Regions from separate parts of the Mus musculus genome. Here all the other regions are linked to region 1. Evidence: chromatin contacts called from public promoter capture Hi-C data. All regions are on one chromosome and are shown on one strand. Each heading gives the region's core, a stretch centred on a gene start, on an enhancer-like site or on the middle of the called end of the contact. The rest is flanking DNA. Distances are from core to core; before and after follow the strand shown.

Region 1 (5,578 bases), core at 1,123-3,622:
GAGCCGATTTCAACAGAAAAAACAGAACAAGCGTCTGAATACGTGACCTCATCTGAGCCCATAGTCCACAGAGAGGAGGAGCATGCGCCTGAGCCCATAGTCCACAGAGAGGAGGAGCATGCGCCTGAGCCCATAGTCCACAGAGAGGAGGAGCATGCGCCTGAGCCCATAGTCCACAGAGAGGAGGAGCATGCGCCTGAATCCATAGTCCACAGAGAGGAGGAGCATGCGCCTGAGTCCATAGTTCAAAGAGAGGAGGAGCATGCGCCTGAGCCTGAGTCCATAGTCCACAGAGAGGAGGAGCATGCGCCTGGGCCTGTGCCCATAGTCCACAGAGAGGAGGAGCATGTGCCTGAGCTTGAGTCCATAGTCCACAGAGGGGAGGAGCATGCGCCTGAGCCCATAGTCCACAGAGATGAGGGGCATGCACCGGAGCCCATAGTCCACAGAGAGGAGGAGCATGTGCCTGAGCCCATAGTCCACAGAGATGAGGGGCATGCACCTGAGCCCATAGTTCACAGAGAGGAGGAGCATGTGCCTGAGCCTGAGTCCATAGTCCACAGAGAGGAGGAGCATGCGCCTGAACCCATGGTTCTTAGAAAGGCACAACTAGAGAGGGGAGTGGAAACTTCTACGCCAATCACGGATACCACTGAACCCGAAGATTCTAGTCTAGAAGAAGAGATCATAGAACTTGATTACCCGGAAAGTCCTTTAGCTTCTAAGGAGACTTCCCCATCGCCTTTGTCCCCTGAAGTAGAGCACAGAAAAGAGCCCATTCTACCAACACAGATGACATTCACACCTGAACGTATCACTTTGTCCGAGGAAGAAAGAGAAGAAAACGAGTCTGTTTCTACCGATTCTGCTTTTGTATCTGAGTATTCAGTCCTACAGGATTTGAACCATACACCAGAGAAGCTGGAAGTAGAGGCAGTTTCTGTATCTGATGTGAAATCTAGCAATGAACCTGCAGTCTTTTCAGAGGACGACGAGGAACGTGAGTCTTATTCCCCAGCTATGACCTCTGTATCTGAGCAGTCTCTTTCTCCATCCACCACTGAGAAGACATCTGCCATCCAGTCCCCACTCTTTTCAACAGTTTCACCAGTCCTGTCTGGAGATGAGGCCTCAGAGAGCGTGTGTCACTCACCAGAATCTGAATCTGCGGCTGAGTATTCTGTTCCAGCACATGCGCAAGAGTTGCTGTTGAAAACAGGTGACCACAAGCTCCCATTAAAGTCCCAACGTGTTTCTGAGCCCATCATTCAGGCAGAAGATGAGAAAGAAGATATTGGGCTACTTCCCCCAGCAGCACTGAGCCAGGCAGTTCTATCGGAAGATGAGAGTCTAGGAAGTGGAAGTTTCGCATCAGATTCAAAGCTGCCATTTAAACCCTCGGTTTCACAAAATGCAACACGGGAATCCCCCCAAAAAACAATAGATGACATGCCCCAATTCAAACCAAGAGGCCTTTCTGATCCTGCAACCCTGTTAGAAGAAGAAAAGGAAGCCATTGGAGTTGGGCTATCTTCATCCAATGAGGTCTCTGCAGTGGAATGCGCTCTCCCCCCACAAACCACTGAGCTGCTTTCTGAAAGCCATGCCCCACCTCCCTGGGCCATCTCATCCGAACAAGTGGTCCAATCAGAAGAAGGGAGCAGAGACCAGCAGCGGGGCTCATTCTCTTCCACACCAGAGCTTGGCCACACATCTCCTCTGCTTCTAAAGGGTGCCTCCTCACCCACAGGTCTATCAGAGCAAGGGCAGGAAGAGGACAATATTGGGCCCCTTTCCCCTGATTCTGCATTTGCGTCAGAATTCTCATTCTCACCCTATCCGACTCAGGAACTAGAGAAGAGAGAGCTGGGGCGGGATTCTCCACTGTGCTTAACGTCCCCCTCTGAGCAGACTGTTCTGTCTGATGAGGACACGGAAGAGGCTGACCTCTTTTCTCCGGATTCAGCATCACAGGTGTCAATCCCACCATACCGAATCGCAGAAACAGAGCAAAACAAGGTCGAGCCAGACGAATTACTACCTAGGAGGTCTGCTCCAGACTATCCCTACTTCTCAGAGGCAGATGAAGAAGAGGCGGGGTCCTCAGTGGTCACGCCTGTGCCTGAGCATTCTGAGCCATCGCAGGAGCGGGAGGAGTCTTCCCCTTGTAGGCCTGTGTTCGAAGATCTGAGCCTGCTACCTTCGGCAGATAAGACCGGCCAAGCAGAAACTATGTCAGATGTTCCAACAATTTCAACCTCTGTGTCTGAATATCTCATCCTGGCACAGCAGGAGAAAACTCAGGCATCTTTGGAGCCTGAGGCTGAAGATTTGGTACCACCACCAACCAGTGGATGGGAGAAGAGAGATGCAAAGAGTAGTCTGCCAGCAGTTACAATAGCAGCTTCCTCTTCTGCACTCTCATCAGTGGTAAAGGAAGAAACCACATCCGTTTTGCCCACCTCTCAGCCCTCAGTTTCACCCGAGTCAACCTGTGTGCTTAAGCCAGAGCAGGAGCCCACAGCACCTCTCACTCTAACAAGTGCAGATGAACAGATGGCTTTGCCCAGAGTCGGAAGGGAAAAAGCTGTGCTGGATTCTCAAGAAGCGACAGCACACAAATCGCAGGATCAGACACCAGAGCCTCGGCTCCCAAATGTTCCAGGGTCTGGGATGAAATATTCAGTTTTGTCTGACTTGGGAGATGAGCCAAAGGCGGATGTCAAACTCAATTTAGCTCCAACTGTGACTTCTGAACTAGAACAGAGAATGTTGTCAAAGAATGAGCCTGAAGTGGCAAAACCACACTCACCTCCAGAGGAAACATCTATTTCTGGACCTAAGGTTTTATCTGCAGTGAAAACGGAAGTGAAACAGGAGTCCAAAATAACCAGGGAACTTCCTGCGGCTTCATCGGGGAGAGAGAGGGGAGCAGAACACAGTCCACCTGCACCACCTGCACTTCCAGCATTGATGGAAGAGATGGGGAAAGACACAGAAGCCAGCTCTTCTGCCACCACAGTGCCAGTAACTAAGCTTGATTCAAATTCAACTAAATTAGGCAGGGATGAAGTCCTGACAGATCCATCTCTTGCCAGCCCTGTGGAACACCCAGGCTTAAAGGGAGTAGGGAAGAGCGAGTTAGGCAGTGGTTTGCCTTTGCCCAGCATGTCTACCTCAGAGGTGTTAAGGCCTGAACCCAAACTTCCTGTCAACTCAGGGGTTGAGGTAGAGAGAGAAGACAACGAGCCACCTCCATTGCAAGTGTCACCCACATCCAAACCCACGGTGCCAAATGACAAACACGAGGAGATAACAAGGTCTCCTGATTCTGAAAATGTAGTTTCAGATGATTTAGCTCCAACATTACTGGCCCTCAGACATGAGATGAACAGGCAAGCAGAGGAGACATCTTCTCCAGTGCCGGGGAGTTTCCTGTCAGGAGAGCAAGAGCTTATAAAGCTCCCCCCAGAGCCTGAGAAGCACAAACAGTTATCAGAAGTACCAACTGCTGGGTCAGAACTCATTGATAGTAGAGATAGAGATAGATCCTTAGGTATAGAACCAGTAAAACCCATCGGAACGGAACCAGGGCCTTCTATCTTAGAAAAGGGCCCCGCTGAGCTTCAGAGAAGAGGAAAAGAACAAGAAGAAAACAGGAAGCTTCCTGTGCCTGCCTCAGCTCCATTAGAGACTGCTTCTTTTGACCTCCCCATTGAGCAAAAAGAGCCTAAACGGACCCTTCATGAGGGCCAAGCTGTTGAGGTGCCTGATGAGAGCAGCTCTTCTGCAGATAAGCCAGAGCTGGGTGTTAAACAATTGGCAGAGAAGAAGGAGAATTTGGAGCAACCCAAGCCATTTGTGACAACTGAGCGTGCCAGTGTTACAGGATCAAAAGTGAAAGAGAGTCTCATTTCTCCAAAGGACAACACCTGGATGCTGGAAAAGCCAGATGGCTTAGTCAATCAGCATGAAGATAGAAAACCAGGAACTGGGCAGCTGGAGTCCTCTGAGAGCACTGATCTGATGTCAGAGAAACTTGGGGCTGCTCCACTGGATACAGATCACACATCTGAAACCAGAAACCAAGAAACAAGCAAAGCACCAGTGTCTGGTGAGAAGCTATCTCAGGAACCCAGAAGGGTTCAGTCAAAGGCTGTAGATGATTCTGAGGAAGGGAGAAAGCTAGCCTCTGGCAACGTGGAAGTACTCACCCAAAGTAAATCTGTCCCTGCTGTGAAAGCAAAAGCCACACCTCAACCTCCAGAGACCCCAGAGGTGACACAAAAGCCATCTGAGAAGTCACTCGTCACTGAGCAAGGTCTTCCTGCAGAGAAGGGAAAGAAAGGCATTTCATCTTTTAAATCATGGATGTCTAGTTTATTGTTTGGATCAAGCATTCCAGATAGTAAGGTCTCTGACAACGAAGATCTAGAAACTCGTCCAGGTCCCTCTGTAGAGAAAGCAGTACCTGCCATAGAGCCTAAAGGTACAGTTCCTGCTGAGGTTAATATAGCCGAGAAGCCAGCGGTTCATTCATTACCTGAGGTCACAGTTAAACTGGCCGAGGAGCCCAAAGGCGTTTCAGTTAAATCCAGCATAAGTCAAGACCTTAAAGAAAAACTCACATTTTTATCAAACGAAGACGTTTTAAAGCAACCTAAGTCTAACTCTGAAAACTATGGGCAGAAGGAACTGCCAGGCTTCTCAGAAGGAATGGGCGAAAGCTTAGCTACTTCAGTTGGTGACAAACATCCTGGAATTCATCCTTGTTCCCCTATGGGTGAGAAAGTGGGTATGGAAGAAGCCCAAAACATGGCTCCTCTTCATATTACTGAGAGCCAAAGACGCCAGAAGCCAGAGGTCTCTTCTCCGTCTATGTGGAATATTTCTGCACGTAAGGAAGAGCCAAGCAGTGATCACAAGGAAACATGGCTCTCGTCATCTGACGTAGTAGATAGAATGCCACAGAAGCCCAAATCAGCCCAGTCCGCCTTCACAAGGATGAACTCAGAGGAACCAGCATCAATGATTCTGCCAGTGGAATCAAAAGGCAGTTTAAGTGATCTTGGTGAAGACAGACTTAGACAAGAAATGCCAAAACCCACTTCTTTGGAACATTGTGAAGAGGAAGTGGAACGTCCAACAGAGGAGAAGGATGGCTGGGAAACTAGATCATTTTCCTTGGCAGGGAAGAGGGGCCTGGCAGAGAAGCAAGAAATCATGGCTCCCTTGGAACTCAGGGAAAATGAAGCAGTAGGAGAGTTGCAAAGGATGCCGGAATCTCGACCTTTCAAATTGGAAGAATCAAAAGCTGCTGAGAGGCTTGAACAGCGCATCTCTCCAACTGAAAAGCTCATGGAAAAACCCAGCAAGACTCTTGCTTTGGATAGGAGAGAAAAGGAAGTGCAGGAATGGGTATTTTCAGAAGGAGAGAAGCAAGAATACCCCCCTGCAGCCATGCCTGTGCCTGGAGCATCAGCTGTTTCTTTGGATAAGGCTCAACCACATTTGCTGGCTAAACCAACACCAGTTGTTGAAAAACCAGAACATATAGTCACAGAGGTATACCCAGAAA
Region 2 (5,578 bases), core at 1,030-3,529, 960 kb before region 1:
TTCAGTGTATGAGTTCCTGAATGTGAGTGCAGTGCCAGACGAGGCCAGAAGAGGGCATCTGATCCCAAAGAGCCTGAGTTGCAGGCAGGTGGTGGCAAACTCCAGTCTCCCCAGAAGAGTAGTAAGCACTATCGACTGCAGAGCAACCTCCGAGATTTAATTTTATTATTTGTGTGTGTGACTAAGTGTAGGCACACATGCATGCACAAGTGCCTGAGAAGGCCAGAAGAGAGCATGGGATCCCTCAGAGCTGGAGTCCTAGGCATTTGTGAGCCATCTGAGATGGATGCTGGGCTTAGAACCCCAGTCCTCATGAGAGAGCAACAAGAGCTCATAACACCAGAGCCACAGTTCCAGCCCCCACTAGGTAGACACAGAGACCGCAGCGGAGAGCTAGAACGGAGCTTGCTAACATTCACATAGGCTTCACACAATGGGGACCCAACAGACTAAATCTGAGTCTCCTGAAAAGCTTTTTAAGATTTATTTTTAATTATGTCTAGTTGTGTGCTTGCACCTGGGTATGTCCACAGTGCAAACGCCTGTGGAAGCCAGAGGCACTGATCCAGTTGGGAGCTGTCTGATTTGGGTCATGGGACCTCAGCAAGTGCTCTTAACCACTGAGTCATCTCTCCAGCCCCAGGACTCTCCTACATTTTAATCCTCCTGTGTTGGCAATTCTTTGCAGTAAAGATATATAGAAAATGAAGACTTTTTTTTTTTTTTGCAGTGTGTGTGTACACACACACACCTGAAGTTTTCTATCCATTCTTTTGTAACTATCTCCTGCTGTAGACTTTTCTCCCTGCCTTGTTCAACCTTGCTTGCAGCCAAATCTCTAAGCCCATGCCTCTGTTGTTAGCAGGTGCTGTCAATTCTGAGTTGCGCACATGGATAAACGGTATGCTTATTTTTCCCCCATAAGGCACTGCTTTGCTCTCATCTACAAAGATCCTTTTTTTCCTTCAGACAAATGGCTGGTTCATGTATCATGACTCAAATTATATTCACAAATGTTCATTTGCAGTGTAATCACTCTTCCTAACTAGACTGGTTCAAGACAAATGAGCAGCCCCCTTTCCCACCCTCTTCTCTTTAAGCTTACAGTGCTCCACCTCCCGCTATAAAATGCTGTCACAGACCACAGGCCACACTGCTCTGTATGACCTACTGCAGGTCACTCTATTTTTTTTTAATGACATCGTCTGGTATTGCTTTAAACCTTTCAAATATTTCATCAGAATCAGATGTTCCAACACAGGCTAGCCCTATTAGCCTGATTGCAGAGAGAGATGTTCATCTTCCCTGTCTTTAAAATATTTAACCATCGCATGCGTGTTCTCTATCTCTTAATTTGAAAGGGAGTTTTTAAAAAAAATGATTAGAAGAGCATCAGAAAGAGCAAGATAAATTATTCCTTATCCCATCCTCTCTTTGAGCTGGACAGGAAGAGTGTTCAGAGAATTAAAGTCCCTTCGAAGGAACTCTGACTTAGCCCCCCACACCTTGCCGCCCTGTGGCTCCAACACACACTCGCCGGCAGTGGTTCCACTTTTCCATATAGGTCACCAGCTGTAATCTACAAGCACAAAAACAATCATGGCACAGAGTACAGGAAACTGCCCGGGCAGGAGTGAGGTAGGGTGCGAGGATGAGAGTCTTTTGCCCTTACTTCCATACAAACTCCCGAACCTCCTGAATTAACAGAAAAGTTGAGCCGACTTGAAGAAACTCTTTTTGCTTTTCTCAGTTCAGAGAGCACGCGACCGCGAATAGACTGAGAGAGAAGTGCGGCCGGGTGGGGGTAGGGACTGCATTCAAACCCATCTCTCTGAGTCCTTCATCCACCCCAGATGTGGTGTTCCCCAACTCCCCGCCCACCTCCTCGCCAGCCCTCACCCCTCTGCACTGGCCACAAAAAATGCAGCCCAGGTCTGAGATGCAGCTGAGGTCTGTGGCCGGTGAGACCCACGCGGTACGGACCGGGGCTGGAGGGGACCACTACAGCTCCCCGGGAAAAAGCGCTTCCAGGCTCAACTTCTTCCACGTCTGCGGCGGGCCGGCGCTGCAGCGGATCCTTCCTGCCCCGGCACCCGCCGCCCGTCCCTCCGCGCCCCCGTGCACTGTCGGGGACCGGCCCCCTCCCGGGCTCCCCGCGCAGCACCTACCTGGCCGGGGCAGCCGGCTCCTAACGCCCCGCTCTGGCCCGGGCGCGTGCAGCCTTCCCCAGCCGGGCTCTCTGTGCCGCCTCCTCGCTGCAGCCTCGATCTGGCCCCGGCGGACCCGCAGGGGCGAGGGCGGGAGCAGACGAGGGTCGGCGGCGCCGGGGCGGAGGCCGAGGGGCGGGCGCAGCGGGAGGAGGCGGCCGAACCTCGCAGCCCAGGCCGGCCGCTGCCACTCAGCATCCCCGCCTCCGGCCGCCGCTCGGGGAGGGGTCGGCGAAGCCCGGCCTCCGGGGGGGAGGGTCCTACAGGGCCCGGGAGAGTGTGGGCGACGCGCGCGATCCCTGAGAAGGGGTCCCGGAGCCCTGCGGGGTTCTCTCCTCACGCTGTCCCAGTGCCTATCGTGGACCAGAGCCGGCGGGGCGGGCGGGAAGAAAGTCGGTCCGTGGCCCAGGAAAACCGCAGGGTGGAGAGTGGTCTGCGGTGCTTTTAAAGCAGAGGCTGGAGGCACAAGTTTACAGGTCCTGATTTCTACTTCGGGAAACTGCAAACTTTCACAGAGCTTGGATGCTTGGGTCCAGACACATCCCCCAGGCACTGAAGATACACTTTCCAATAGATACCACAGATATCAAAGGCGGTTTAGCCAGCGGGAAAGGGATCCAGAGAGGAGACCCACCAACTCCTCTCACCACCGCCCCCAGGGCCAGAGCAAAGGACAGAGTCAAATAGCCAGGGGCTGAATTGTCTGAATTCATTGTGTTAGGACAGAACCCAGCTAAGATCACCTTCCTTTGTCTCCAACCCCCACCCCCTGTCAAATTTGCTTCAGCCTCCAAACTCTCAGACACTTGTCTATCCACCGAAGCACACCCACCCCCCCCACCCCTCCCTCCCGGCCTTCCCTAGCAGCTTGCATGTGCTCTTTGCTCTTGAAGTCTTTGCACTTGACCCACTATTTCCAAATCCATTTGGGTTTGTCAGTTTCAATGGCCCCCTCCTGCTTTTGAAACCCGTGGGCACGGCACCTATCTGCACGGCCTTACAAGCTTAATGGCTCTAGAACACCACTTCCTGGGTGAGAGGGTATCTGAGGCATTTTGCCAGGAAAATTAAAAAAACAAAACAAATTCTTGATTTCTTTGCAACTCCACTATTGAAAACCATATCCCACAGCAGGATTGTAGATAGCATAAGTCATCCGCAACTGCTGGTCTGTGGAGAAAACATACAAATTAAATCGGTTGGGATTCTTCACATGCAAAGGGTACCTATCACCAATTAACAATAGCTGCAAACACAAATGCATCACCATGCTGGTCCTCATCCAGATGGGGTCCTAGAAGGACCCATGCCTGTATCCACGCTGAAGCTGCTGATGCTGTTCCCAGGACTCTCCCACGGTTGAATCCTACTGGGAAAAAAAAAAAAAAAAAAGCTTTCCCGAAACACATTCTACAAGAGTGTTAAGTGCTCTCTCTATTTGGCAAAATCACGTGCTAGAAATTACAAGAGGGCTTATGAGGTTAAGAATAAACTTAAAAATCTACATAGCATTGCAATCGGAGAATTAAAAACAGCAACCATTCAAAAGAACATACTAACAGAGTTTATAAACTGTACTAAATTCCTAATAAATATTACAGTGAATACAAGACTTTACCTTTATAAAAAGATGGAGGTAATTATGGGAGAATTGTTTGAGATCAATGAATTGAGAAGAAAGCCAAAACAAATTTTAGAAACAGAAACCTTTGCCTTGTACCCTCTTCCTATGAACTCTCCTGGGTTATAGCTCACGACTGAACCAATCAAAGAACACAGAACAGATATGCACCATTATGTGTATACACAATGCCTTCCAATCTCACCCTGATTAGGCGGCTGTTGTCCATTGGTGATATCAAATGTGCCAGGAACATTTGAATATGAAGCAGCATACCATACTGCTCCCTCCATTTCATTAGAAGCCCTCCCTATGTAGAAGCAGTCACGAATGAGGTCATTTGTTATGCTTTGCTGAGACATCCTCGTGAGTTCACAATGGCCCTATGCGTACGGAGTAGATAGCACTGTGCTCCACACCTCTGTTGAACTGTTATCTAAGTCAGAGGCCATTGTAAGCATCAGTGAACAAGAAGTGGTGCAAACATGGCTTCCCTTGTGAATTGTGGGTACATCACTAGTTGTTTCATGTCGTTTGGTGGTATTATATGTTTCGAATGTATTTAGCTTGAGTTGGTGCCTCATCTCTGTCTCAGTTTCTTTGAAGGGCACAGTCTGTAGCTTATAGACACTGTGCCTTTACATCTTCCACAATGCTGGCACAGTACATACCCATCGGGACATAAACATTAAGGTATCTATGCCCAGTTGACTGGGCTATGGTTCAACTCTATGCTGAATTCATAGAAGAACCGCCTGGGAAATAAAATATTGTTTTATTTTTTGTTGTTGTTTGCTTGCTTGCTTTCTCTCACAACCGTGTGTGCAGCTCCTTGGGCTAACATCAAAGCCAGTATTTGCAGATAGAATAATATGGGTCTGAAGGTCAGATAAAATTACACTTAATGGGAAACTAAGGGAGTGACCACACAGTACGGACAACACAAAGTGCCCATTAAAGCGGTGGAAAGGAAGCAGCAGAGGAAGCCAGCCGAGTGGAGGAGCCCTAGGATGGGTCGGGGTTGCTCCTGTCACGTGCTTGGGTCAAATTTTAAAAAGAAAGAAAGGAAGAAACACTAGAAGGCATGAGCAAATTAAAGAGTATCTACAAAGTCAAACAACAAGGAGGCCTTGGAGGAAGGTTAGTGTAAGCCACTTGCCTAGGTCATAAGGTAAATCACAGTGGTGCCGGTTAAAGAGCATGATTGCAAACTGCCTTGCCTGTGCAGATGTTTCCACTCTGAACATCTGGACACATCTGGACACGACACCCCATCGGCAAGGCTAGAGTCTTTCATATGTGAACTCTCTGCATTGTATTCTTTCAGGGCAATCAGGATGGTATCTAAAGAAAGAACACAATTATCTCAGCCAGGTGGTCTATTTTCCTGATCACCAGTGTATTGGATATCGATCAACTTCAATTTCCCTGATCATTATAAAAATTGACTTCTTAAATTGACCCCAAACACACACACACACACACACATCTATGAAAGATTGATATTTCCCAAAACTATATAGAGGCACAAATTTGGAATCTATCCCTTTTGAAGATTTTTTTTTTCCTAAATATAAAATCATTTAATAGGTTTGAGGCCACAACCCTTATTTACGGAAGGTAAAACATTCCTAATTAAGTCCAATCCTATCTTGAGAAAGAGAGAGCAGTGATAGCAGGGATACAACCAGAAGTGTTGCTTTAAAAATTCATAACAAATCAGTTTTACTTAAACCAGGACTGCCCAACA
Region 3 (5,578 bases), core at 851-3,350, 740 kb after region 1:
ACCAACATAAACTGGGTAAAAATATAAAGCTTTTATATTTTTGTGTAACCCATATGCACAGGCCAGGCAGTGTGACTGGGTGTCTTTATCTATCTTCTTGAGACAAGTTTTCTCACTGAACCTGGAGCCCACAAATTGGCTACAGAGCAAGCCCCAGAGATCTTTCTGTCTGTGCCTCCCTAATGCTGGTATTACAAATGTGCCACTGTGTCCAGCTTTTTATTCGGGTAGTAGGATTTGAACTCAGAGTAGACTGTGTTAAGATGGCATCTGCAGCTCTTCTTTGGCACTGCCTACAAGGTGGCTGCCATCTGTTTTGCTGCATCATGGCTGTTCGCCGGCCTCTGGTGAAGCCCAAGATCATCAAAAAGAGGACCAAGAAGTTCATCAGACACCAGTCAGACTGATACGTGAAAATTAAGGGAAACTGGAAACCCAGAGGCACTGACAGCGGGGTACAGAGAAGATTCAAGGGCCAGATCCTGATGACCAACATTGGTTACAGGAACAACAAGAAAGCCAAGCACATGCTGCCTAGCGGCTCTAGAACTTTCTGGTCCACAATGGCAAGGAGCTGGAGGTGCAGCTGATGTGTAACAAATCTTGCTGTGCTGAGATTGCTCACAGTGTGCCCTCTAAGAACTGAGGAGTCATCGTAGAAAGAGCAGCACAGCTGGCCATCAGACTCATTAATCCCAACGCCAGGCTACTCAGTAGAGAACATGAATAGGTGGCTTGTGTGCATGTTTTGTGCCACGCCCCCAAGATGGCATTTGTCAACCTGTCTACACAGTGACCTACTATGTTCTCTACTAATGTTCAACATCTACACTGCTGACTTCTTTTTCCCATCAGCTCTGCCCTCCTCTCCTACAATGATAAGCAATAAGCAAACATGTCTGTTAGGAAGAATTACAGCGAATGTCCTTACAATCACAAGTAATGGGAAACTGCCTTATAATTATTGCACACCACTCCCCATTCTTTTAAAGTCAGTCACCCAGACTGCCTCACTGAAGACCACAGCCTTCATCCCACCGTGTCTTCCTAAAGCCAACAGATTTAAATTATTTTTAGCCTCTTCTCCCCTGCATTTTTCTCCATTTACTCAAGTCTTCTGTCTTTCAGTAACAATTCTAAATACCGGCTCAGGTCTCTATTCAAAGTGCTAAATTTTGCTGCCGATTCTGCCCAGTTATATTCGAGCTATATGCACTTGCTAACAAAATTTCAAACATAGAGTATTCTAAGAGGATGTTTAATAAAATCTGGGAATCGCACAAAAATTTCTAGCAAGAAACAGAGATCCCAGATTCCCAGGGGAGACTTTCTACTCATACCTCTACCATGTAAATCTTGCTTCAAGCAAACATAATTCTCATGACTTAATTACTCTACATTACCTTCCACTGAAGAGGTTGTGGTCATTCTTTGGAAGTACTTGAACTCGTTCCTGAAAGTTAGAGAAACAGTTAACCCGTCATGTATGCTCAGGCTCCATTCAGCGACGAAAGGTGCAAGTCCGGTGTGGGTGTGGGGGGTGGTGTTGCTGCCCGCTCAAGGACAGGACTTTGCTCCCGGCCAGGGAGCCTGTGAGCAAAGGCTGGCACAGCAGGGGGATCACCGCGGGAACCGGTAGCTTGGTCTCTGGCTGAGGCCGGTAGGCCTACCGCTCACGCCCGTCCCGCGCGTCCAAGCCAAGTGCATGACCCTACTCAGTGAACCGCCTCAGTTTCCCGAGCCCAGCCCGGCCAATACCTGAGCGGAGGCCAGGGTAGGTCTCCGTTCTTGCCAATCCCCATATTTTGGGACACGGCGACGATGCAGTTCAATGGTCGAACCATGATGGCAGCGGGGATAAAATCCTACCAGCCTTCACGCTAGGATTGCCGTCAAGTTTGGCGCGAAATCGCAGCCCTGAGCTGTGTACCACTTGCGCAGCTTAGGCCCCGCCCCCACCAAGGCCCGCCGCGCATCCTATTTGTGCAGCTAAGGCTCCGCCCCTACCAAGGCCCGCCGCGCATCCTATTTGTGCAGCTAAGGCCCCGCCCCCACCAAGGCCCGCCGCGCATTCTATTTGTGTAGCTAAGGCTCCGCCCCCAAGGCCGGTCCCGCACAGGTTGAGGCGTGCGCGCGCGCAGGCGCGAGAAAGTGCGGCCGCGCGCTCGCGCTCCTAGCAGGCCGGCTCTTCTGCACACTGCAATGCCCCGCGGGAAATCCGCGTCGGGAGGCTCTACTGCCGCCGGCCCAGGCCCGGGGAGGCAAACGGTTCTAAGCCGGTTCTTCAGGTCTGCGGGAAGCCTAAGATCCAGCGCGTCCTCCACGGAGCCAGCAGAGAAGGTAAAGTACGGCTCCGCGGCGCCCCTAGCGTCCACCTAGGCGAAGGCCGTCCCGGGCGGGTTCTGTCTGGGACGGGGCGGAGCTAGAGGGCGGGGTGGGGCCGGACCGCTAGGGGCGGGGTCAGGGTGGGGCGGGTGCGTAGCCGTCGTGGCCGGAAGCGGAGGCCTTATGGAGAGCTTATTAATGGTGGGTAGGGCTAAGGGGCGGGGCCAGGGAAGGCTTAAGGTGGCGGCTTCTTCTGGTCCTTGTTTTAGTTGACTTTTTTACCCGACCAGCGGTAATAGATTTGAGGTCTTGGTGCTTCCAGTCGGTAGCCGGAACCCGAGCCAGAAACTTCTATCGTGGTGAATGGCGAGGACTGGCCGGCCGGCCCAGGATGCGTTTTTTAACCTCTGTTCTTCATTCTTTCCTTTACATTTTCCCTACTGTATTGATGGTTGAAGAGGAGCTTTATTTACATATGCTTGCTTGGCTGACTAGAAGAAAGCTGTCATTAAGGCTAGTTTCTCAGAATTCAAAACCATGTGCTCTGTCTTTCTGATCCCCGTGCCAGAATATCGTTTTACTGTACAGATTTCCAGTGTAAGCATTTAGATGGATGAAGTTTCTGTACATGCTTATAGTTGGCTACTTCCTGTTGCTTGCAGCCCATCAGATAGTTCAAAGCAAAGCAAAGAGAAACAAAACCAAAACCCCATCGTGATACTGCCACAAACACAGGCCCAAGGATGTTTCCCACACTAGCTGGCAATGTGTCACACTTGTTCAGGGTGAGTTAAGGCCTCGGTCATTTCCCAGACTGAAGATGTAGAAGGTGATTGTAACGGGCATCTCCTGTATTTTACTGCAGTTGCAAATCAGTTTAAGAATCTTAACCCATTTCATTTATATTTCTTTCCAATACTGACTAATGCTCTACTCTCTCTTTTTAAGGCTTTTTTTTTATTTCTGTACATTCACTAAGATTCATTTTGCACTCACCACTGAGAGGATATTAGGCAAAAGTTTTAAGTTTTTCATAGATTATCTGCCAACAGATAGTCTCAGGACATCTTTTAATAGTGAATGGAAGCTTTGAAACAGGAAATACATTGGTCGTTTATTACTCCTCTTCCTTCTATAATTTTGCATTTTGAAAATAGATTTTTTAAAATTGATCTTGTAGAAGTATTTTATTTAACATATGAGTAGGAAAGTAGAGAATTCCACATAATTTTAGTAGAATGTGAGGTAATGAGAGACTGTTCCTGCCAGTTTCTGTCTCTGATGGCAAAAACAGTCACCCCCAACAGCCTTTTCAGAGTAAAAAGTAGAGTGGCAGGCAGGAACTTACTATCATTCTGCAGCAAGGTTAAATAACTCCAGAGACTTCAAGCTTTAGAATAGTGTTAATACACCATTTCCAACCTTCCCGATACAGGTGACAGAAGGTGACAGCAGGAAGAGGTCACTGGGAAATGGTGGGCCCACTAAGAAAAAAGCAAGGAAAGTTCCAGAGAAGGAGGAAGAAAACATCTCAGTAGCAGCTCACCACCCTGGTGAGTGCCAGAGACTAAGTATTCTCAGCTGCTGGCTTCCCCAGAAGGCAGAGGGGATCATGGGAGTGCTGAGCTTTGTTTTCCTGTGTAGGGAAGGAGCCCTGCTGCTCCTCAGCTGCTGGTTGAGAGGCTAGGCCCACAGAGGAGCTCAGTTCTCTTAGTAGTTCTTCCAACTTTCTCTTTTGTTCACTATTGCTGTATTTTTTAAAAAGTGTGTATGTGTGTTTTGCGAGTGTGTGTGTGTGTGTGTGTTGTGAGTGTAGATGCCTGCATAGGCACGAGGCATGTAATCCTCTGAGAGCTGGAGTCACAGGTGGTTATCAGCCATCTGATGTGGTTGCTGGCAATTCAGGTTCTCTGATGGAAGGGTGGTATGTGCACTAACCACTGGACAATCTCTCCTGCCATGTTATGTTTTAAATCTTGGTTATAAAGATGAAACATTTGCTAATGATCTATTTATCACATTTATTTGTGTGTGTCATAGTACATAGGTAAAAGAGGTCAGAGGACAATTTGCATGAGTTATTTCTCTCCTTACGTTGTGTGAGTTCTGGCTTTGAACTCAGCTTCTAAGACTTGTTGGTAAGCACTCTTACCTAGGAAGCTCTCTTCCAGTCCCCAATGAGCCTTTGCTGCTGTTGTTGTTGGAGACAGGGTTTCTCTATATAGCCCTGGCTATTCTGTAGACCAGGCTGGCCTCGAACTCAGAAATCCACCTGCCTTTGCCTCTTAAGTGCTGGGAGTAAAGGTGTGCGCCACCTTTCCCTGCCCCAGCGAGCCTTCTTATTATCTATCTTAACTCTTTCATGTTTGACTTCAAGAGCTGTACTGGTGAACAGAGCCTCTTCATGACCTATACCTCTAACCCTGCTCATGACCATCTTGTCTCCTGCATCTACCATTTTGACTTTTTCATCCCTTTTATTTCTGCATCCAGTCAGCTTTGGCTCTTATCATTTTCCTGGGATAGTTTATAACCAGAAATTCTGCATATTACACCTTTCCAGAGAAGTCTCTAGTCCGTGCTGAGTGGGAGAAAGGCTCTCAGAGCTTGAAGGGTGAGAAGAATGTAGGCTCAGTTTACTTTGAATCAGTTCTTTTTATTTCAGAGCTTTCCAGACTCCATGGTGGCCCCATTCTGAGACTTAAGCATTTTGTGTTGCCAATTGAATTGGCTTTTTGCTTTTCTAAGGATTGGGTGTGACTCTTGTGTACTGAATTAGTGACTATACATCAGTTCCCTGTCTAGCTTCATATACCTGGCCTGTCTGTCATTATACGCAAAGAAACAAGAAGCAGAGTTCCACTAGAGTTCTGCTTTTTAAAATTAAAATTGCACTGCTTATTCTTTTATTGTGTGTTTATTGTGTGTGTGTGTGTGTGTGTGTGTGTGCGCGCGCGCGCGCATCTGTGCATGGGAGCCATATATGTGTAGAGGTCAGAGCATAGCTCGAAGGAGTTGGCTTTCTCCCCCCATCTTGTTGTTTCTGGTCATCACAGAACATAGGTCATCAACTTGGTGACACCATTCCTGCAGAGCCATCTTGCCAGCCTCTTTGACTATACTTCTCTGTGGATTTCATCAGTGAATGAAATTATATGTATGCTTAAATGGGTCATCTTTACCTTGAACATGGTGTTCTTTATCACATTATAGCTAGGTGCATTGCTCCAATGGGAATGTCCTTCTGAAAAAT
Region 4 (5,578 bases), core at 1,476-3,975, 670 kb after region 1:
TTGAGTGTTTTAATTCCTTGTTTAGAAATCCCTACAGTGTTCGGTTTATCACATTTCACCGACTCTGAGTTTGTAAATGAGTCTGGAATGGATCCCACGCACAGCAACCTAGTCTGTTTGCAGGCAGGCCCACCCCTCGGTGCTCATCTGCTTCAATCCATATTTTGTACAGAGAGTAGGAAAGGTGATTGGACTCTCCCAAGGTCATTCCTTCTTTCTGCCTGTCTGGAGTACGGTATCTCCCTGCCTGTTAGATGATGGACATCCCACGGCAGGGCCCAGTTGGGGTACCTGATTAGTGTGGTACCCAGCATGGTCGTGCTATATGTCTGACATGCTTGGAAAGCCATCTTGGAGCTGATTCCTCCTATTGCCTTTGTCCTCCCACCGTCCCCAGCTTTCTATTCATTAGGACAGGAGAGAGATTTTCCTTTGTGTTCTCTCTTATAAAACAGTTGTCTGGCTGTGGAGCCATAAAGTGGGTATATGACTCTAAAGCTCAGAACAGTCCTTTCTCTTATCCTAGTTCCTGCCCTGGTGTGAAATGAGTTGGGGAACCTGGGCTCTTCCAGAGTTACCAGGTTTGGGAGTGTATTGTTCCTAAGTGGGGGTGGGGTGGGAGGGGAGGCAATAGCTACATTACTGTAGATGATTGTGAGTTTAAAAATCGGGAGGCATTTACTGCTTAGGAATTCATTAAGTACTAGGTTCCAAATATGCATCACCCAATACAGGTCCTGCTTATGTGAGTCCCCTGGACTGGTGGGACCTAACAGGGAGATGTCAGGTTTTACACACCAATGGCATCTCCATCTTTTCTTAGTCCCAGAATCATGTAAGCCTTTAAAAAGGATTTCTTACTCCTGTTTGTTTCCTGGTTGCTTCCAAGCCCTGCATCTGCTCACACAGGGGTGCCTCCACCATCATCCCCAAGTTGTTTGAAAATTAATTTCCTTGCAGAGGTGAAGGGCAGAGTTGCTGCCACAGTCCAGAGGAATAGGGAGCCCACGGGTCCCACGGAAGACTACAACCCTGAGCAGGAGCCAACCAGAACTTGAGGCTTGCAGCTTTCTCTTCCCAGTCAGCTCTTCAAAATCACTGTCCTGATGGGCAAGCAGTCCAAAGCCAGACAGCAACTGGAATGAGGCCAGCCAGAGGTCATAAGCAAAATGTGTCTGTTCCCAGCAAGCAGAGAGTCGGAGCCAAATAAAAGATGCACTGACTGCCCAGGAAAAGTCAGCTTTCTTGGGTCTCCAGTCTTCTAAGAAATATTCAGGAACTGCCCACGGGAAGGAGTTAGTTTATAAGGTGTGCTGTTTCCCTCACATAGCTACAAAGCTAGGCTGGCTCCCATGAGCTCCTCCTGGGGCTAGGTTATGGGTGCCTAGATCCCATCTTCTCTTCAGAAGATTCCCTCCCTCAGCAGAGACAGAGACGGGGGAGGGGATGAGGATGGGGGTAGAAATTGCAAACCTGCTCCTCCAAAGTGTCTGGGAAGCGGCGAGGTACCAAGGTGGCTGGATTTCCAGACTGTTGAGTGTGCAGGCGGCGTGTCTCCAAGGTCCGTGCCTGGTTTCCTCAGATTTTCCCCAGTTCAGGAGAGAGCAAGTCCAAGGTGCTGTCGGAGAAGGGCAAAGGAAGGTGACTGGGGCGACAGCGCTGGGGCGCGGATGGGGGCGGGGTGCTCATTTCGTCGCCTCCACTCCAAGCCAGGGCAGGCAGCTGCCCAAGAAAAAGGCTTGTGCCGGGAGGCCCTGGGCAGTGGTCCCCGCGTAGCCTAGCACTCGGCCCTCGCTGGGGAGATGGCGTGCCAGAGAGCAGGCAGCACTGGTCCTCCGCCCGGGCTGGCGCCGTTCCTCAGCCCGCTCTCCGCTGAAGGGGTCTGGATGCCCGGTGCCAAGGATGTGCGCACCCGGGAGCCGCAGGGACCGGACTGCCTACCCGGCGACCCCGGTTCCTGCAGCCCGAGGTTGCAATCGGCTCCGCGGCCCCAGCCCGCGCTCCGTACCTCCGCTGCCCAGCGGCCACGGGCACCTGCGGCCACGCGCTCCTGCCGGACCCCGCGACCCGCGCGCTCCACTGGCCGAGTGCGCGCCGCTCCCGCCACGGGGCTCCCACCCCGCAGCCCTGGGCCCCGGGCCGCTCCTCCCGCGTCGCGAGGCCCGAAGGCGGCGGAATCCGCAGACCCGCGGGGTCCGAGCGCGAGCCGCCAACCGGAGCTGGGGACTTGCGGGAACCCGGAGGCGCGCGGCGGGGCGCGGGCGAGCCGGAGTCTCCCGGGAGGCCCCTGAAGCCCGCTGGCCCTCGGTGGCCCGTAGTGGTCCGCGGTAGCAGGGTCTCCGTCCCCACACTGGCAGCTGCGGTGTCAAATGTGCGGCAGGTGCCTGTTCGCGGGGCGCACCGCGGCCACACGGCCTCGCGACCCTCGGTGCCTCAGTCTCGCAGCTGTCACCGCATCCCAAAGTTTCCCCAAGTGCAGCGGGCGGACTGACCTGGGACGCGCTGTCGGCTCGGCAGTGGTCCTTCACCTTCCTGATCGGCTCCTGCTCGGACGCTCCGTCCGAGCTGGGTGACTGTCGACGATTCGGCGGCGACTGCGATCTCAGTCCCCTGTCCGTGTCACCGGGCCCCCGCCCCTGCCCTGCAGACACAGGCGGGCCACGAAGCGCTGGAGCGGGAGCGGCGAGGCGCGCACCTCGCCAGACGCGGGGCTGGCGCTTCCGCTGGGAGTGACGCGCCCGCGCTCCGCCGCGCTGCAGGTGGGGGCGGCGGGCCAGTCCGGGCCCCGGGGCCAGAAGATGCTCTCCGAGGCTCCGCCTCCGCTCCTAAGCCCCGCCCCGTCTCCACTCCAGGCCACTGAGCTTTGACAGCTGCGACTGGTGGGAGAGCGAATGGGCAGAGCCCAGGTAGCCCAAGAAAGATGACGCCCCTCCCCACTAGTCCCCGTGCCCTTGGTCCGGGTCTGCGTCCACGTTCCCTTCCATCCCATAGCCATCTCGTTGGTCTGAGATTCAGCCTTCACAGGTTCCTTCCCCCACTTCAGGTAAAGCCAGAGCCTCACTAAAGAACTGAACGTTTGTAGGAGCAACCGTTTTGTTTTTATTTTATGAATTTATAATTTCATTATACTCTAATTAAGGCTTAATGGAATAGCTAACAAAATTTCGCAAAATAAATTTGAGGTATTAAACTCCACAGAGACATGAAGAAAAAAGGAAATTATGTAAACGAGATAGTTTCAGCTTTTCATATGTATTGAAGGAGGTGAGAATTCAAGGCCAGCCTGGGCAACATACTTGCCTAAAATCAAGCTAGTCTGTAGTTTTTCCATCCCCAAAGGGGAAGATAATAGACCCTTTGGCAGACTTCCTCTGCTTAAATAAAATTCCTGTGAAATGGTTCCTTATAAACATTTGTCACATATTCTCAGGACATGTTGCACCAGAAGCAGGCTCTAAGAAGGTGGACTACCTGGGGTGGGTCACCCTTTGTTCACACACCTTTGGGGAGTCCCAGAAAGGAGAGAGCAAACTTTTATGAAGGCATGGGTCTTTTCTCCATCTCTTTTTAACAGTTTTATTAGTATATACACAGCATGCATATTAAAAGGTGTGGACCACAAGTCTAATGATTTGTGTACAAACTGAAGCCAACAACAGAACGTATTACCAGCAACCCCAAAGGTCCCCTTATGTCTGCACCCTGGGAGGACTGGTGGCTCTGCCAGCACAGAACGGTTTTGTTGCTTGTGTGTTTTCTAACATCATTGGGAATATGTCTCGCTGCCTGGGTCCCCCCCCCCCACACACACACACCCTCGTTGTTACACTTCAGACAATATGTTATGTATGACTGTGCTTTTCTCCTTCTTTTCGTTCATTGTGTCTGTGTGTCTCAATTTGTTTTGCTTCTGGGAGACATTTAGGGCTATTCTCAGGCTTGGGAAAGTCCACAGACACTGCTATGAACACAGCAGGTGACATCTCCTGCCCACCTATCTGTAGACACAGTTTTGTGGGGTACACCTGAGAGTGGAACTGTGACTCATGACATCAACATGTGTTCAGCCTCTGTGGATGTTACCAAACCTCAAAGTTTATCCAGTTTTCACCACTACTTTATAAGTTCTTTATTGATTGCTCTCACAAACGAATCTCATTGATAATTGACAATCACCACATTTAACACAGTGCAAATTTATTTACTTGATTATAGTTACGGAAGTCAGAAGTGCAAACAGCTTTAATGTTCCTGAATTCAGCAGAGTTGCAGGGCTGTGTTGATTCTGGAGGGTTCTTAGGAGAGCGTCTGTTTCCCCTGCTCCTGGCTTTCAGAGGCCCTTTGCGTTCCTTGACTAGTGGTCCCATCCTCCACAATCCTATTCAGATGTCTCTGTGTCTATCTGTTTGTCTCTGTCACTGTTTCTGTCTCTGTTTCTGTCTCTGTCTGTTTGTCTCTATCTCTGTCTCACTCTCTGTCTCTCTCTCTGTTTCTCTCTGTCTTTCTGTCTCTCTGTCTGTCTCTGTCTCTCTGTGTATCTCTCTCTGTTTCTGACTCTCTGTATCTTTCTTTTCCCCTAACTCCTCTGCTCTGGCTTGTTTTTTTTGTCTCCCTCCGCCCCTCAGCTTCCTTTCCACCCTCTGACCTCCCTGCCTTACTTCTCTGTATTTGCACTGGGCTTCCTTGGATAATCTGCCATCTCGAGATTCATAATTTAATCACACCTACAAAGTTCCTTTCCCCACATAGCATAACATATTCACAGGCTCCAGAAATGAGGCTGTGAACTTCTTTGGCAGGCTATCATCTGGCTTCCTCCACCCACCACTGAAGTACTGGAAGCTATTTGCTAGAGACAAGAGATGTCTGGGGGTGGGGGGGGGTGGGTGACGGGAGTAATGAAGCCTGAAGGATTTTCCTGTTGACCTGGTCCTTACCAGGTCAGGAGATGGGGCAATGCTGAGAAGTCATCCTTCCTGGTCCACTGTTCCTGGGAGCTTTCATAGAATGAGAGTCCAGGCTGCTTTGGGCTAGAAACACCTATGCTGAGCAAAAGGCTAGAGAAGGCGGACCTGCTTTATCTAATGTATGGGATGCTGTGGTCTGAATGTGTTTCCCACAGTGCTACATTGAATTATAACTGCAATATTTGAAGATGGAATGCTTGGGAGGTGATGAGTCATGGGAGTATGGCCCTTAGGATGGGTTAGCACCCTTGAGAAAGGGCCTAAGGGGGTAGTAAGCTGGTGTCTGGGCATCCTCCACATGTGACAGGCAGTGCTCATTCTCTCTAAAGGACGTGCAAGCAGCACTGCTGGAAACCACAAGAGCAGCCCTGGCCAGATGCTGAGCTTCTAAACTTCCCAGTCTCTAGAACCCTGAGGGGCGCTTTTCAGTTGTCCCCAAGCTCCTCAGTCTGTGCTATTTTTCCTAGGGCAGTGTTAATAAACATTAATAAACCCTGGGACAGTGGGGCTAGGGACAGCAAGGAGACAGTGGCTAACACATTCCATGTGTACCTTGGGCAAAGTGTGTGGTCAGTGGAAAGTGCCCTGTTCCAGGCTGTGTCCCTTTTCAT

What was found. Promoter capture Hi-C pulls out the DNA fragments that hold promoters and counts their contacts.
Region 2: a contact with region 1 is called in a promoter capture Hi-C map of liver, with 2.8 times the contacts expected there. The contact joins the promoter of Lhfpl2 here to the promoter of A630019I02Rik in region 1. A contact is called at or near these places in 2 of 39 promoter capture datasets (liver and stem cell-derived epiblast-like cells).
Region 3: a contact with region 1 is called in a promoter capture Hi-C map of pre-B cells, with 5 times the contacts expected there. The contact joins the promoter of Msh3 here to the promoter of A630019I02Rik in region 1. A contact is called at or near these places in 4 of 39 promoter capture datasets (the C10 cell line, hippocampal neurons, pre-B cells and 1 more), 1 of 484 Hi-C or Micro-C datasets (pre-B cells) and 1 of 115 datasets of contacts at active chromatin or transcription factors (bone marrow-derived macrophages).
Region 4: a promoter capture Hi-C map of liver shows a contact between it and region 1, with 4 times the contacts expected there. The contact joins the promoter of Ankrd34b here to the promoter of A630019I02Rik in region 1. A contact is called at or near these places in 5 of 39 promoter capture datasets (hippocampal neurons, liver, pre-B cells and 1 more).

Annotation. Positions count from the first base shown.
Region 1 is chr13:93,091,627-93,097,204 of GRCm38.p6, reverse strand. It overlaps A630019I02Rik (RIKEN cDNA A630019I02 gene), which reads right to left and starts at 2,372. Exons shown (of 4, transcript NR_046182.1): 1 at 2,042-2,372; 2 at 1,466-1,491; 3 at 1,154-1,350; 4 at 1-672. Cmya5 (cardiomyopathy associated 5) reads left to right here. Exons shown (of 13, transcript NM_023821.3): 2 at 1-5,578.
Region 2 is chr13:94,054,497-94,060,074 of GRCm38.p6, reverse strand. It overlaps Lhfpl2 (lipoma HMGIC fusion partner-like 2), which reads right to left and starts at 2,279. Exons shown (of 4, transcript NM_172589.2): 1 at 2,169-2,279. It also overlaps the pseudogene Cycs-ps3.
Region 3 is chr13:92,351,525-92,357,102 of GRCm38.p6, reverse strand. Msh3 (mutS homolog 3) reads left to right here and starts at 2,100. Exons shown (of 24, transcript NM_010829.2): 1 at 2,100-2,340; 2 at 3,761-3,878. The coding sequence starts at 2,203. It overlaps Dhfr (dihydrofolate reductase), which reads right to left and starts at 2,320. Exons shown (of 6, transcript NM_010049.3): 1 at 1,759-2,320; 2 at 1,404-1,453. The coding sequence starts at 1,844. It also overlaps the pseudogene Gm19308.
Region 4 is chr13:92,423,116-92,428,693 of GRCm38.p6, reverse strand. It overlaps Ankrd34b (ankyrin repeat domain 34B), which reads right to left and starts at 2,725. Exons shown (of 5, transcript NM_175455.4): 1 at 2,493-2,725; 2 at 1,474-1,618.